Regions from separate parts of the Mus musculus genome. Here regions 1, 2 and 4 are each linked to region 3. Evidence: chromatin contacts called from public HiChIP or PLAC-seq data. All regions are on one chromosome and are shown on one strand. Each heading gives the region's core, a stretch centred on a gene start, on an enhancer-like site or on the middle of the called end of the contact. The rest is flanking DNA. Distances are from core to core; before and after follow the strand shown.

Region 1 (3,089 bases), core at 69-2,568, 610 kb after region 3:
TATGCAATGGCTGATCTGAGCAGATTACTGTAGTTTTCTCTTTTATTAGATATCACTGTAACATGTGGCATTAAAATTTTAAGTATCCAATGATGTCATCGTAAATGCCATCATTTTTTAATGACAAACTTCCATCTGTCTTGTTGCCTTGTATAATCATCTATAAACAGCCTCAGTTTAAATTAAATATTTAAGAAAAATGTGGCTCAGTAGCCTATCATGGCAGTTCTTACTCATGAAACAGTAATAACCACTCCTAAAATCAGACATTTTTGTTTTTAAGTAAAATCTAGATTAAAATGTACATAATACTGAAAAATAAAATCCTAAGAACTTATTTCAATAAATCTTGTTGTTTAAATTTTACTGTGAATGACACCAGGTTGTGTGTTCGTTGTCCTTGCGAAATCAGATCCCACTCTGTGTTTTCAAAACACAGGTGCATGTTCCTAACAATGTGCTATTTGTGTATTTTGAGTTTTAGTGACGATCAGTTATAAAATACAATTCCCCAAACAGCAGATGAGGTAGATGATCACCTGGTTTCCCAGGACTCTGGGAACCACGAACCTGAATAAACCCTTCCACCACTGGCTAATTGTTGGCGACTTGTATATCATCCCCTGTAAAAGTAACTACGATACATAACTCAGCCGTCTGAGTTTCTTCTCTGCTGCTCTGATTTAAAAAAAAAAAAAAAAGAAGAAGTAGAAGAAGCCTGGCGTGGTGGCGCACGCCTTTAATCCCAGTACTCGGGAGGCAGAGGCAGGCGGATTTCTGAGTTCGAGGCCAGCCTGGTCTACAAAGTGAGTTCCAGGACAGCCAGGGCTATACAGAGAAACCCTGTCTCGAAAAAACAAACAAACAAACAAACAAACAAACAAACAAAAAGCCTCTTGGGAGGAAGGGGTTTATTTGCCTTACAACTTCCATCATCCAGGGAAGCCAAGGCAGGAAGCCGGAAGCAGGAACTGAAGCAGAAGCTGCGAGGGAACAGACTAGGGATTGTTCCACCCATGGTGGGCTAGGCCCACCTACACCAACTAGTGACCAAGAAAATGCCAAACAGACGTGTTCACAGGTCAAGCTGATAGAGGCACTTCCTCAATAGAGATTCCTTCACCCCAGAAGTGTCTAGGTTTGTGTCAAGCTGACAAAAGCAAACTACCTATTCATGCTCACACACCTAGAAAGTGGCTCAGACAGGACGTGACCGAATGACCAGATTGCAAGGACCCTGACCTTAACTGCATGTGTCCCCCTGCTTTTTCCTTGGGGAAGAGAATCTTGCCTGGCTGCTGTGTGTGGTAGGAGTGCTTTCTCATTATTCTTCCTCTTTGGCTGGGAGCCTAGGGTGGGGGCAGGGTGCAGAAACCCCACCCAGAGGCCTGTCACCCAGTGAAGGTGATCTGTCTGTTCTCCTGTCCCTTTTATTGTCTGGGACTCCACACTAAGCAGCAGCTGTGCCTATTCCTCCCTACCCTGGAGGCAGCCTTCCTTTTGTCATCTAAATCCCTCCTAAACAAGTTCCCCTGGTGTGCGGCCTTGAGCAGCTGTCTCTCCTGGGCTGGCCAGCAGGAAGTGTGCCCACAGTGCTGAGCGACAAACACTTTGGAACTGAGCACATGGGGCTATGTCTCAGCCCCACTTTCTGGGCTGGGCACCAACGCAGACTGCCATCGCCTGTTGCCTCCGCAGCAGAAATCCTCTGGTTCCATCCAAGCTGATTTATCCTGTAAGCTGTCTGCCAGTCTCTCTGTGTTTGCAAAAAACCTTCCCTTCATTTCAAGTACACAATAGGTGGTATCCATCAATGAGGCAGAGGTAGATTAAATGTGTAGCTTTGGATACCATCTTTTTCCTGAACGGAAAAGATATGGTCCATGCTACTTGGGGGACTTCCAGAATATTGCTCTGAGGCCTCATCAAAATGAATAAAACCAAATCCAATTGCTTTTTCCACAGACATAGGCGTGGAGAGAATTTAATTGACCACCATTTTCAAAATGGTGGATCTAAACAAAATGGTTGCATCAAGGCCGAATATGGTGACCTCCAGTAAGAGCCAGATTTTCATGATGTTTTATGAAGTGACAGAGATACATTTGGGGATGAGGCAGAGATTCAAAAGTAACATTCTCACCCAAGTTCATGTGCTGGAGGGTCACAAAACTAGAATTTAAACCAAGGTTCACATGATCCCAAAATCCATGCTGTTTCTACCACACAGGAAAGACCTTTTCCTGGGGACCAGGGAGATGGCATCGTCACTGAGCAAGCATGATTACCTGGGTTCTTAGATCCCATATAGCCTAGGGAACATATACCTGGAAGCTTAGCATTATGGAGAACAGGTTGGGAGGGCAGAGACAGAGGGTTCCTGGAGCTCTCTGGCTTGCCAGTCTAACTGAAAAGGCAATCTCAGGTTCGGAGAGAGACCCTGTTTCATGTTGTTACCTGTCCAAGGCCTGCACAAGATCAAGCCAGTTAAACTTCTGCATGGAGTCAGAAGGCAAGGCCCCTGAGGGGCTATAGGCAGTTGGTGTCTGCAGTAACAGGAAGGGTCACTGCTTTTTAACTGTTGGCTACTAGTGGATAGCCCCCAGCCATGCACGGGTGCACACCACTGAGTAGACTCAGTGGATCAGTAAAAAAACAAAAAGATAACTTGAAACTGGAAAGGAGGTACAGTAGGCTGTTGGGCTGTGAGGAGCTGATAGGAGATAATAGGAGGCAGATACAATTAAGCTGCATTGTTTGCATCTACAAAATTTTCAAAGTATAAAAATACACAATAAGATGAAGAGGTGATTTTAAGGAAGACATCCTAAAGTCAACCTCTGATCTCCACATGTGTGAGTGAGCACACACACACACACACACACCCCTGTGCAAAAGGTCTTTACTAAATGACCTGTAAAGAGTGGGTTTTTTTTAATTGTTTGCAAGAGATGCATCTGACTTACAGAAACACCGAGCTTATGTGTATGAATGTGTGACTACCTCACACCTATTTTGAACACTTAACATCTGACCAGAGTTTGAAATAGCAAATTGTTAGTAAGCTTTAAGCTTTATTTTCAGAACGT
Region 2 (3,381 bases), core at 304-2,803, 620 kb before region 3:
ACAGACAGGAGTCTCTCTGAGACACAGGCTCTGCCAAGCACGTGCACACTGTGACTCAGATGAAGGAAGAGCACTCTGTGAGATGGCTTATGCATGGGGAATGGTGTCAGAGGAAGCTGACCTCCTTATCTCCAGATAGCATGGCATAGTTCTTGGACATGGCTTGGACACTGTCATCAGAGCAGACCCTAGATGCAGAGTCTGTTCCTCCTCATCTTAATGAGCCCACATGTCACTAAATGTTCCTTCACACACATTGTTCTGCTCAAGCCAGCCAGGGTAGACACATTGCCTGAAACTAAGAACCCTCTGAGATAGGACAAAGGTTGAGGCCTGAAGGGCCAGGGGGCCAGTTATGTGGAGCTTCCACAGACTAGTGCAACCCTTGAGGCCAAGAAAGAGATTGTTGCTTTTTAAAACACCAAAAGCCAAATGGGGGGAGGTAGGAAAAGAGGAAGAATCCAGGCAGCACAGGTAGGGGCTGGGGGAAGCAGGAAGCCACAGGGCCTTCTTCATGGTACAGGCAAATGGTGCCCAATCCAGAAATGATCTGCCTTGTGGCCAGTGGCATTGTTCCGACTCTCTGTGTCAGTTCTTCAGTGCACTCTGTTTGATCTTCTCACAGGTATGTGTATGTGTGTGTGTGTGTGAGAGAGAGAGAGAGAGACAGACAGACAGACAGACAGACAGAGAGACAGACAGAGAGAGACAGAGAGACAGACAGAGAGAGACAGACAGAGAGACAGAGACTACTTTAGATGAGTTTGTAATAACAACCATGAGAGTGAAGCCCACTGAGGTCTGAGGTTCTGGGAAGGCTTTGTGGCCAACCGGGCCAGTTGGGTGGGGGTGGGGGAGGGGAGGAGTGAGGAGGGTCCCTTAATATATACCCCCACCCCCAGCCCAGTTCTCAAAAGGACAAGGTTCCACATGACATTTGGGTCATCGTGTCAGAAGTGTCACAATGTCCATTTCCCAAGTGAGAAATCCAGCCGTTTTGGTCAGATTCACCTGATGTCAAGTCCGAGCTCCAACACTGTCATCTGACACCCACTCATGATAACACCCCATCAGTTTGGTTGTAAAGCCAAATGGCAGTTCCCAGAAAAAGTATAAAAGAGACATAACATACCTGACAAGAAGCCTGGTAAGGGAGGAGCGATCCATTGGCTCAGGTTTGAGGGGAGACGATCCGAAGTTAACTGAGCACAGAAGCCTTCAGTAATGACCATGAACAGCTCTGTTCAGTCTTTGTGCTCATCTACAGTGAATACTTTAACTGCTGAGCCATCAATAGTCTCTTTATGAGTCTTAAAAGCATGTCAAGGTATGGATTATTTTTTCTCTAACAGATTACATATGAAGATTTCTGTATCTTGTATTTAAGTTTATCATCAGAACTCTCATAATTGGGTAAACAGAACACCAAGAAGAGCTTCTGGTCTTCCCAGGCTCGTGCATGCTGCTCGCTTGAAAACTACAATTCCCAGGATTCTGTGAGCCGAAGAGGTGATCCTGGCCGAGGTCCGAGAGGCGGGTCCCAAGGCCCGCGCACGCGCCCGGGTTCCGGAGTTTGAGCTCGCCAGCAGGGCAAGCACACTAGGAACACCTGCGACACCCTGTCGGCAGGTGGGCAGCGCGGGCATCTGTGGCGCAGCTGGGCCCCGGGCTCGGAGCGGACGGGGCACAGAGCCCGGCTTCAGGTGAGGCGCTAGGCCGGGCCGGGCCGGGCTTGGTGCCCGACCCTGGACTGCAGGGGAGGCCGGCGGGCTTGCCGGACCCAGGGCGGTAGACGCCGCCTGCAGCAGGCGCCGAGGTGGGAGGGGTGGGCCTGAACCGCCCGGCCCCCGATGGCGCACTGGACCGTTCGGCTGGAGCCTTCACTGCCTCTGACCGCGGGGACGCACATGCTCGTGCCTGGGAAAGAATGGTGCACATTTGGCACAGGTGGCGTGGAGCAAGGAGAGATGAGCAGTGGGGGCCTGGGCTGCGCCAGCTGCGTTTGAAGCGGTGCCTGGGTCGGCCTGTTGCTGACCTTTAGGCAGTTGGGGCTCCGTAGAGAACCACCCGGATGGACGGACAGTCGGAGTTAGGAGTTTGTCTGCTTGACAATGGCGGGGGGGTGGGGGTGGGGGCGGCTACTGACGGACGACCCTGATGGACTTGCCTATAGGAACCCGTTTTCTCATCGTTAGTGGGAATCCGGGGTAAAAGTTTGGGACCTTCCACCAGAATCACGCTGCAGGTTGTGAGCAGCCAGTATCCTCTGACCTTATGCCAACCAGCCCCGAGCCTGTTGGTGTAGATGGTTTTAGGCTTATGGGACATGTGAATATTAGCACAATTCATTTACCATGTGTGGACTGTTCCAGGCACTGGGAAAATCTTGGCTCCTTTACCGGCCATGTCCCCATAAGTAACTCATTCACTTTCTCTGGTCCCTTCCTTCATCCTCTGTAAGACAGAGTGAAAAAAGACCTTCTTTGAAGAATTGCTGTGAGGCTTCCATGAGGTAATGCTGGCAAAGCTTTCTGTCTGGGTTCTGAACACATCAAATGTTAGCATGCACGACCACCAACTCTATAGACAAGGTTGGAGTTCTGGTTCCGGGTCCTGTCTTTTCCACAGACTAGCTGCTCTCAGGCTTTTAGGATCAGCCGGCCCTTTCACATGAAGGATCCGAGTTCCAAGTGGTGACAGAGTTAGAAGAGAACTGGATACTTTATCCTCAGAGGTGAGAGCTGAGAGCCCCTGGGGGCCTTGGAAAGGGAGGGAGCTGGTGAGTGGATTCACCCTGGTGGAGCATCATCCTGGTGTGCTGGACTGTCAGGGCCGTCAGGGTTGGTTTGTTTGCTAAGGATGAATCCAAAGCCTCCTGCGTGCTGAGCAAACATTCTGCTACACCCGTTCACTCTCTACTCTTTGCTTTGATTCACGGTCTCAGTAAGTCCTAGACACACCTAAGCTATGATCTTCCTGCTTCATCCTCCCCAGTAGCTGGGACAGCAGGCCTGTGACATCAGCCCAAGCTGACGACATGCTTCTAACCAACCTTGGACTTCTGGCTGGCAAGTTCTTGCTTTCAGAAATAGCAGTAATAAGCAAAGGCTTCTAGAGAGCCAGAATATTAAATTACTCAACACTCTGTTCCCCAGAGGCCTTGTCAGTCACCTCAGCATGGTTGTCTGGAGGGACACTCTCCCTCAGGAGATGCTAAAATGATCCCCAGGGCTTTTCAAGTTGGGTGAGAGATATGGCAGGGAAGGAAGACTCCAGACAGGCTACCATGGGCTTTGCAATTCAGGCTTGAGTTTGAACTTCAGCCCCTCCCCATAATAGCTACAGTGTATTGAACAATACATATAGCAGTCCCAAGCATAT
Region 3 (3,067 bases), core at 140-2,639:
ACCCACAGTTTGCTTTCTTACACAATCCAGAATCACCTGTCCAGGGGCGACACCACAGTCATGGGCTAGGCCCTCCCTCTGCAATCATTAATCATGCAAATGCCCACAGAGTTGTCCACAGGAAAATCTGATGGAGTCTCAACTCTTCTCCCCACATGACTCCAGTTTGTGTCAAATTGACAATAATAACAACAACAATAATAATAGTAACAACAACAACAAACAGAACTGAGAGCAGTTCTCAGTGAATGAACTCAAGTGTCCCCAGACTTCCTTGAAAATGGGGCTGAGTCCTGGGATGCTGTGGCCTGCACTCATTTTTCTAAAGGAGACCGAGGAGGAGGAGGAAGAGGAGGAGGAGGAGGAGGAGGAGGAGATGGGGTAGATGGAAGGAGGAGGGGAGGAGGAGGAGGAACAGAGACAGGAAGGAGGGGAGGGAAGGGGGAGCTTGGGGGTGGTGGGGAAGAGCAGGGAGAGAGAAGAGCTGGAAACAGGAGCTGCCCAGGGTCCCTCTGTAAACAGTGCGGGGGGGGGGGGGGGGGGGGCCGGCTGCTGCCACTCTCAGGGTGATAGCTCACAGCCCTGCCAGCCCTGCAACCCCATCTGTTTGAGCCGTCTGTGAAGTCTCAGGGCCAAAAAAAATAAGAAGGCCGGTGGGGTGGTCACTGCTGCGTTTATGTAAAGAGCATCTGGCACCTGTGGTAAGGAGGCTCTGTCCCTCCATCCCTGCTGAGCTTTTTGACCAACAGTCAGTGAAGCGCAGTGAGCCGCAGAGGCTGGGTGCTGAGCTGGGCCAGACAGGAAACCTTCACTACCGTTGATCACAGGACACATCACAACTTTACACATCAGCACAGTGACAGGCACTTAACAGATGCCAAGGGAACCCCAAGGATGTCACCATCATGACAGCTTTAGAGATGGGGAACAGGCTGGTAAGTAGACACCGGCCTAGGGCGGATGGGAGGGCCACAGCCACCACTATGAACAGTCCAGACTAGCCAGCCTTAAGCTCTAGATCCAAGCTCATCACAAAGCTGTGCAGCCCCTCCCTTGGGAACGCAGACTACGCCTGCCCCAGCAGGAGCTGAGATAATGCAGGACGGACCCAGAACCCAGAAGGACAGTCAGCCGGTGTCCACGCATACATCAGATAAAGAGCTCACAGAACCCTTAAAAATCACTGTGAAGAAAGATCAGTCCATATACTCCTTTAAAAGGCGGGGCTACCCAGAAGAGTTTGCCAGAGTTTACCCGATGGACGCCAAGGAGAACAGAAGGGAGAGGGGGAAGGGAAGGGAGGGAGCCGCTCTGGGGAAATCCTGCTCCCAGAACAGCTCAGGAAGCTTCTGTCCAGCCCCGCCCCGGCCCCGCCCAGGCCCCGGGCCCAGCCCCGCCCCGGCCCCGCCCAGCCTCTCTGGGAACCGCCGCCAGCGCAGCTGCTCCCAGCAGGGCTCATAGGAAGAGCGGCAGCCTCTGGAAAGAGCAGTGTAGCTCAGCAAGTGAAACGGACCGAGCTGTTGGGTGGGGGTTAACACATTTCTCAGTGTCACAGGTGTGCTGACGAAGGACAAAGGCCAGACACATCTGCAAGTGAGAATTCAAAGCAGTTGGTTGAGGGATCTGGGGCTGGTGTCACCATGGGGGACAGGAACTGAGAAAGGGTCTGTAAATGGAGGCTGGCTGCAGGGCTACCTGTCTTAACTGCTCTGCCAGCCAGGCCCCTTCCTTCCCTCTACCTCCCTCGGCTTCCCTCCAGACCAGCAGCAGCCACCAGGGTTTTTCTCCAAGCCAGTCAGACAAATGGACAGGCAGACAAATGACAGAAACACAAGAGGCAGGCAGACAAATTAGACAAAAGGCTGTAGCAGGCGACAGAGTGAACTGGTTAATCATGAGGCAGGAACGATAAAGAAGCTAAGTGAGCGCTGACTGCATACTAAGCCTTACTAAGGATTCTGCGCCTTATGTATGCCCTTGCTTAATCCCTTCAGCAGTCTTACACGAGGTAAAGAAAGGAAGGGGACTTTAAAGGTATTTCATGAAAAAACGGAAGCAACCCACTGTGTGAGCTACAGGCAGAACTGATAATAATGTGAACAATACATGTTCATACAACACCTCCATCAAAGTCCACCAAAACTCAGGTCCGACTCCAGGCAATCCCTCTCAGACATTAGAGACATTGCTGGGTGGACGCACAGATCTTCCCAATCCTGGAGAACAGATCTGCAAAGCTTAGCAGCCCACACAGCAGTCTATGGAGAGGGAATTAATGACGTAGTTGGTGGCTAGGGAGACAACAAGTAACTTACTGACACAGGCTACAAAGTAACACAGATGATTACAAGGAGAGTGTGCACTGAGACATCTTGCGGAGAGGAGAGCTAAAGCAGGGGTTCTCAGCCTTCCTGATGCTGCTCCTTTAACACAGTTCCTCCCGTTGTCATGACCTTCCACCCACAAAATTATTTTCATTGCTACTTCATAACTACAACTTTGCTATTGTTATGAATCGTAGTGTAAACATTTTTTGGAGATAGAGGGTTGCCAAAGGGGTGGAGACCCACAGGTTGAGGACCACTGGACTAACGGGTCACTCTGCGGCAGTAGGAACTCACTCCACTTTTTCTGCTGCACACTTTTTTACGTGAGGCGCCTCACGGAGAGCTTCAGAAAGTGGGATTGGCTCTAGCGGAAGCAGTGGGTGTACATTTCTGTGAAGACAGGCAAGAATGCAGCAGAAAGACCGAATGTTTTCAGCCACAAGGAAGTGAGGAACAGCCTGGTGAATCCCGGCTCTCGCTCCTTACCTAGGACAGAACAGGTCCCAGGAAGTGCCAGGGACTGGCGAGGGTGGTCCTGGGATGCATAAGTCACTACGCAACATGACTTTTCCTGTGGGTCTCGGTGCAGAAAGCTCGGATGGTGGATAAAAAGCAAACCCATAGACAGACCTCCCAGACTGAAGCCTGCTCCGCAGGAATCGATATCTTCACTTAACCTCCCTCAGCCTCAATTTTTCCATCTATAGAATGGAAAGCATGGCCAAAGGTTGCCATACTGC
Region 4 (3,298 bases), core at 229-2,728, 690 kb after region 3:
CTTGTCCTGCGGCTCACTCTCCTGGTTTCCCGGCAGGGTCAGCAGGAAGAGTCTTGATTTTGACAGTGGGAGTAAAGATTAGGATCAAAATACAAAATCTGTCTGGTGTTCTCTAAAACGGGCTGAAGGAGACTCTACAGTTAGTGTCAAATCGACACTTTCTCTGTGTGCGTGCAGCAGCCTTTCCCCCTGCGTGGCATCTTCAACCACCACTCACGGTTCACAGCCCCTAGACTCTATCTATTGTACTGGGCAAGTCAGGAGGCTGGAGTGAGCGAGGTAAGCCCAGTATCTCAGTGAGCATCTGCACTGTAGTCTGCCTTTACATCTTTATGGATTAGCCCTGGGGCCTTGTATGGTGGTTTTATTTAAACAGTTCCATAGACAAATAATTTACATACCATAAAATTGATCTGTTTAAAGTACACACTTCCGGTTTTACACTCACAGCGTTGTGTCCATCGCCATAATCTAATTTCTTTTCTTTTTTTTTTTTTTTTTTTTTTTTTTTTGAGACAGGGTTTCTCTGTGTAGCCCTGGCTGTCCTGTAACTCACTTTGTAGACCAGGCTGGCCTCGAACTCAGAAATCTGCCTACCTCTGCCTCCCGAGTGCTGGGATTAAAGGCATGCGCCACCATGTCCAGCTGCCATAATCTAATTTTAGAGCACTTTTATCATCTCAGAAGAAAAGCAAGGTCTGAGGGATGGAGCCTTGGTAAGAGTGCTTACTGTTCTCTCAAAGGGCCAGAGTTCAGCTCTGCTCAGAGCTCTTGGGTCAGGTGGCTCACAGTTGCCTCGGCCCCTGCTTTTCTTCTGTGTTACAGATATACTGCTTGTCATTAATAAGTAGTACGTGTTATAGCTATACTGCTTGTCATTCGTCAGTTTGTGGGCACCTGTACTGTCTGTCAAGAATAATTGTTGAGATCATCTCTTGTGCACCGTGTAAAAGCATCACCTACCCATGAAGAGCTAAAAGGCCTACAGCGAGGGAGTAGAGAAGTGGCAGGACTTCCAGGAAGAGACAGGAATTCTGGCAGAGTCGGGTCTTAGGGATTCGTCACCTAGACGGAGGAAAGTGGACATATGAAATTGAGGCGGGGTAACCAGCCACATGGCAGACATAGAATAGTTACTTGAGTTATTAGTTAGTTGGGGAATGAGCCTAACTGAAGGCCTAAGCGTTAATTCATAACTAAATAAACCTCTGCATCTTTATTCAGGACCTGGGACTGACCTAGAAAAGCACAGATGTTGACAGATAACGCTGAGTTCTGCAGTTGGACTTTTTTTTTTTTTTTAATGTGGACTCACTTTTCTTTGTCTTGTGTGTATACCAGGAGTGGAACTTCCTATCAGAGGGCAACATTGTATTTAACCTTTTAAGGCAAAGAGGGGTTGAGTTACAGTGCCCTCCCCACAGCCTTGAGCAGGCTGGTTCAGACCAGGTTTGCCGCGTAGCTAGCTCGTGGAGGGTGGAGTCTTCCGAACTAGGTAAAGTCTTTTGTCTGCCACATCTGCAGCTTCCTGCTAGAAGCTACCTTCTGAGCAGCTGACAGATCCTGACCGTGTGACCTGGAAATCCTGGCATGGTGGGGGATGGGTCGTCCGCCCTCCGCCCTCCCCCCCCCTCCCCTTTATAAGCTCAGACTCATAAGGAGAAGACCTTGGGCCTTGATCAGAGAACTTTGACTTGGCCTGTTATTTCTCTCGATGCCTTTCCCATCCAACCCCATCTTTCCTTTCAGGAACCCAGTAACCGTGGCAGCTGGCAGCTGGCAGCTACAGAGTTATCCAGCAGGTTTTAACTTTGTTCCTTCCAGCCAGCACTGAAAGCTCCTTCTACTTCTGCAAAGTCCTTGCGCATGCACCTTTGTTGTTACTTCGGGTTTGTTTCCCTTTGCAGCTGCCCCAGTGCCTTTTCATTTCCTGGACTAACAATGAGGACTAACGTCTTCCCACGTCTGCTTTGTTACAGCAATATCTATCAAGGTCTGTCTGTTGTTGTTGCTGCTACTGTGCCCTTTTGATTTTTGTCTTTGTTTTGAGACATGCTCTCATTATGGAGCCCCGGCTGGTCTCAGACTTACTGTGTCCTCTAGGTTGGCCTCACATTCTGATTCCTCCTTCCTTAGTCTCCCAAGTGCTGAGATTACTGGCGTGAGCCACCGTACCCAGCTTCCTTGACCATTTTTAAGTTGGCTTGTCTTTTATTATTAAACCATAAGAACTCTTTTTATATGATATTTACATACAATGAGTGATGTTTAAAGATTTTTTTTCCTCATTTTACATTCCCTTATTTGTTTGTTTGTCTTTATGAATGAGGCAGGTTCTGACTCTGTAACTCTGGCTTTCCTGTGGCTAATAATGAAGACAAGGCTGGCCTTGAATTCTGCCTCCTGGGATTAGATGTTTGTGCCACCATGCCTGGTTCTTGTTTTTACTTTCTTACTGATATTCTTTGAAAAACAGTTTATTTATTTTTAGACAGAGCCTCATTATATAGCCCTGGCTAGCTTATATTTCACTATAACACACAGAAAAAAAATGTAAATACTATATAACTAGCAGGGTGTGGTGATGCGCATGGTTAATCTCAGCAATCATGAGGCAGAGGCAGATAGATCTCAGTGAGTTAAAGGCCAGCCTGGTCTACACAGAGAGTTCTGGCACAGCCAGGCCTATAGAGTGAGACCCTCTCTAAAAAATAGCCAAGCAAATAAATAAATAAATAAATAAATAAATATCATAAAATATTATAGAACTCTGGGTCAAAGAGAAAAATCCAAATTTCAGTTAGGAAAATAAATAATTATATAATATAATTTTTGTGGAATGGGCCCCAAAGCTTTTAAAACCAAATAAGACATCGGTATCCTTGCATTATGCTATTAATAAACAGAACAGAAATGAGTGAGTTCCCAGTTCCATTCAGTAAGTTCAATAAACAACATCAAATAGAAGAAACCTACGGTGATAAAAAGCAGAAGTTAATTAATTAGACAGCAGGCACTCGGTAGAACTGATAAGTACCTTTAAAAGCCGGTCCTTTGGGAGAAAAAAAAGAAAAGAAAAACAATAGTATAGACTGTACTCTGACCAGTTAAATACAATCATATAGAATATACTGACCAGTTTAGCAGGACAAAATGAGAGAAAACAGAAACCCACAAGATTATTAATGAGCAAACGGGGCGATCAAAATGGTGTTTAGCAAAAGAAGTCTAAATGAAGTCTTCAGATAGTCTGAGACTCTTGCTCTGTCTATAGCTCTACTTCATTAATCTGTGCTGC

What was found. HiChIP or PLAC-seq counts read pairs in DNA pulled down with a chosen protein or histone mark.
Region 1: a contact with region 3 is called in an H3K27ac HiChIP or PLAC-seq map of embryonic stem cells, with 2.5 times the contacts expected there. The contact joins two enhancer-like sites. A contact is called at or near these places in 2 of 115 datasets of contacts at active chromatin or transcription factors (embryonic stem cells and pancreatic cancer cells) and 1 of 9 other capture datasets (adipose tissue).
Region 2: a contact with region 3 is called in a FOXA1 HiChIP or PLAC-seq map of pancreatic cancer cells. The contact joins the promoter of Pomgnt2 here to the enhancer-like site in region 3. A contact is called at or near these places in 1 of 39 promoter capture datasets (pre-B cells), 1 of 484 Hi-C or Micro-C datasets (embryonic stem cells) and 1 of 115 datasets of contacts at active chromatin or transcription factors (pancreatic cancer cells).
Region 4: a contact with region 3 is called in an H3K27ac HiChIP or PLAC-seq map of embryonic stem cells, with 3 times the contacts expected there. The contact joins two enhancer-like sites. A contact is called at or near these places in 1 of 484 Hi-C or Micro-C datasets (embryonic stem cells) and 5 of 115 datasets of contacts at active chromatin or transcription factors (astrocytes, bone marrow-derived macrophages, embryonic stem cells and 1 more).

The regions. Positions count from the first base shown.
Region 1 is chr9:120,758,385-120,761,473 of GRCm38.p6, reverse strand. No RefSeq gene overlaps it. Among named protein-coding and RNA genes, the nearest start is that of Gm39459, 74 kb to the left of the region's middle. Within about 2 kb of position 1,318, at least 66 of the 459 cell types and tissues checked have an H3K27ac peak or open chromatin away from gene starts, as enhancers often do. A contact at or near this core is called in embryonic stem cells, where this site is marked.
Region 2 is chr9:121,994,198-121,997,578 of GRCm38.p6, reverse strand. Pomgnt2 (protein O-linked mannose beta 1,4-N-acetylglucosaminyltransferase 2) reads left to right here and starts at 1,553. Exons shown (of 2, transcript NM_153540.4): 1 at 1,553-1,703. Gm39463 (a long non-coding RNA gene) reads right to left here and starts at 1,593. Exons shown (of 2, transcript XR_871388.3): 1 at 1,133-1,593.
Region 3 is chr9:121,370,008-121,373,074 of GRCm38.p6, reverse strand. All of the region lies in intron 1 of Trak1 (trafficking protein, kinesin binding 1), which reads right to left. Among named protein-coding and RNA genes, the nearest start is that of Trak1, 4.6 kb to the right of the region's middle. Within about 2 kb of position 1,389, at least 326 of the 459 cell types and tissues checked have an H3K27ac peak or open chromatin away from gene starts, as enhancers often do. A contact at or near this core is called in embryonic stem cells, pancreatic cancer cells and pre-B cells, where this site is marked.
Region 4 is chr9:120,678,216-120,681,513 of GRCm38.p6, reverse strand. Gm39458 (a long non-coding RNA gene) reads right to left here. Exons shown (of 3, transcript XR_871370.1): 2 at 964-1,065. Among named protein-coding and RNA genes, the nearest start is that of Gm39458, 4.4 kb to the right of the region's middle. Within about 2 kb of position 1,478, at least 45 of the 459 cell types and tissues checked have an H3K27ac peak or open chromatin away from gene starts, as enhancers often do. A contact at or near this core is called in embryonic stem cells, where this site is marked.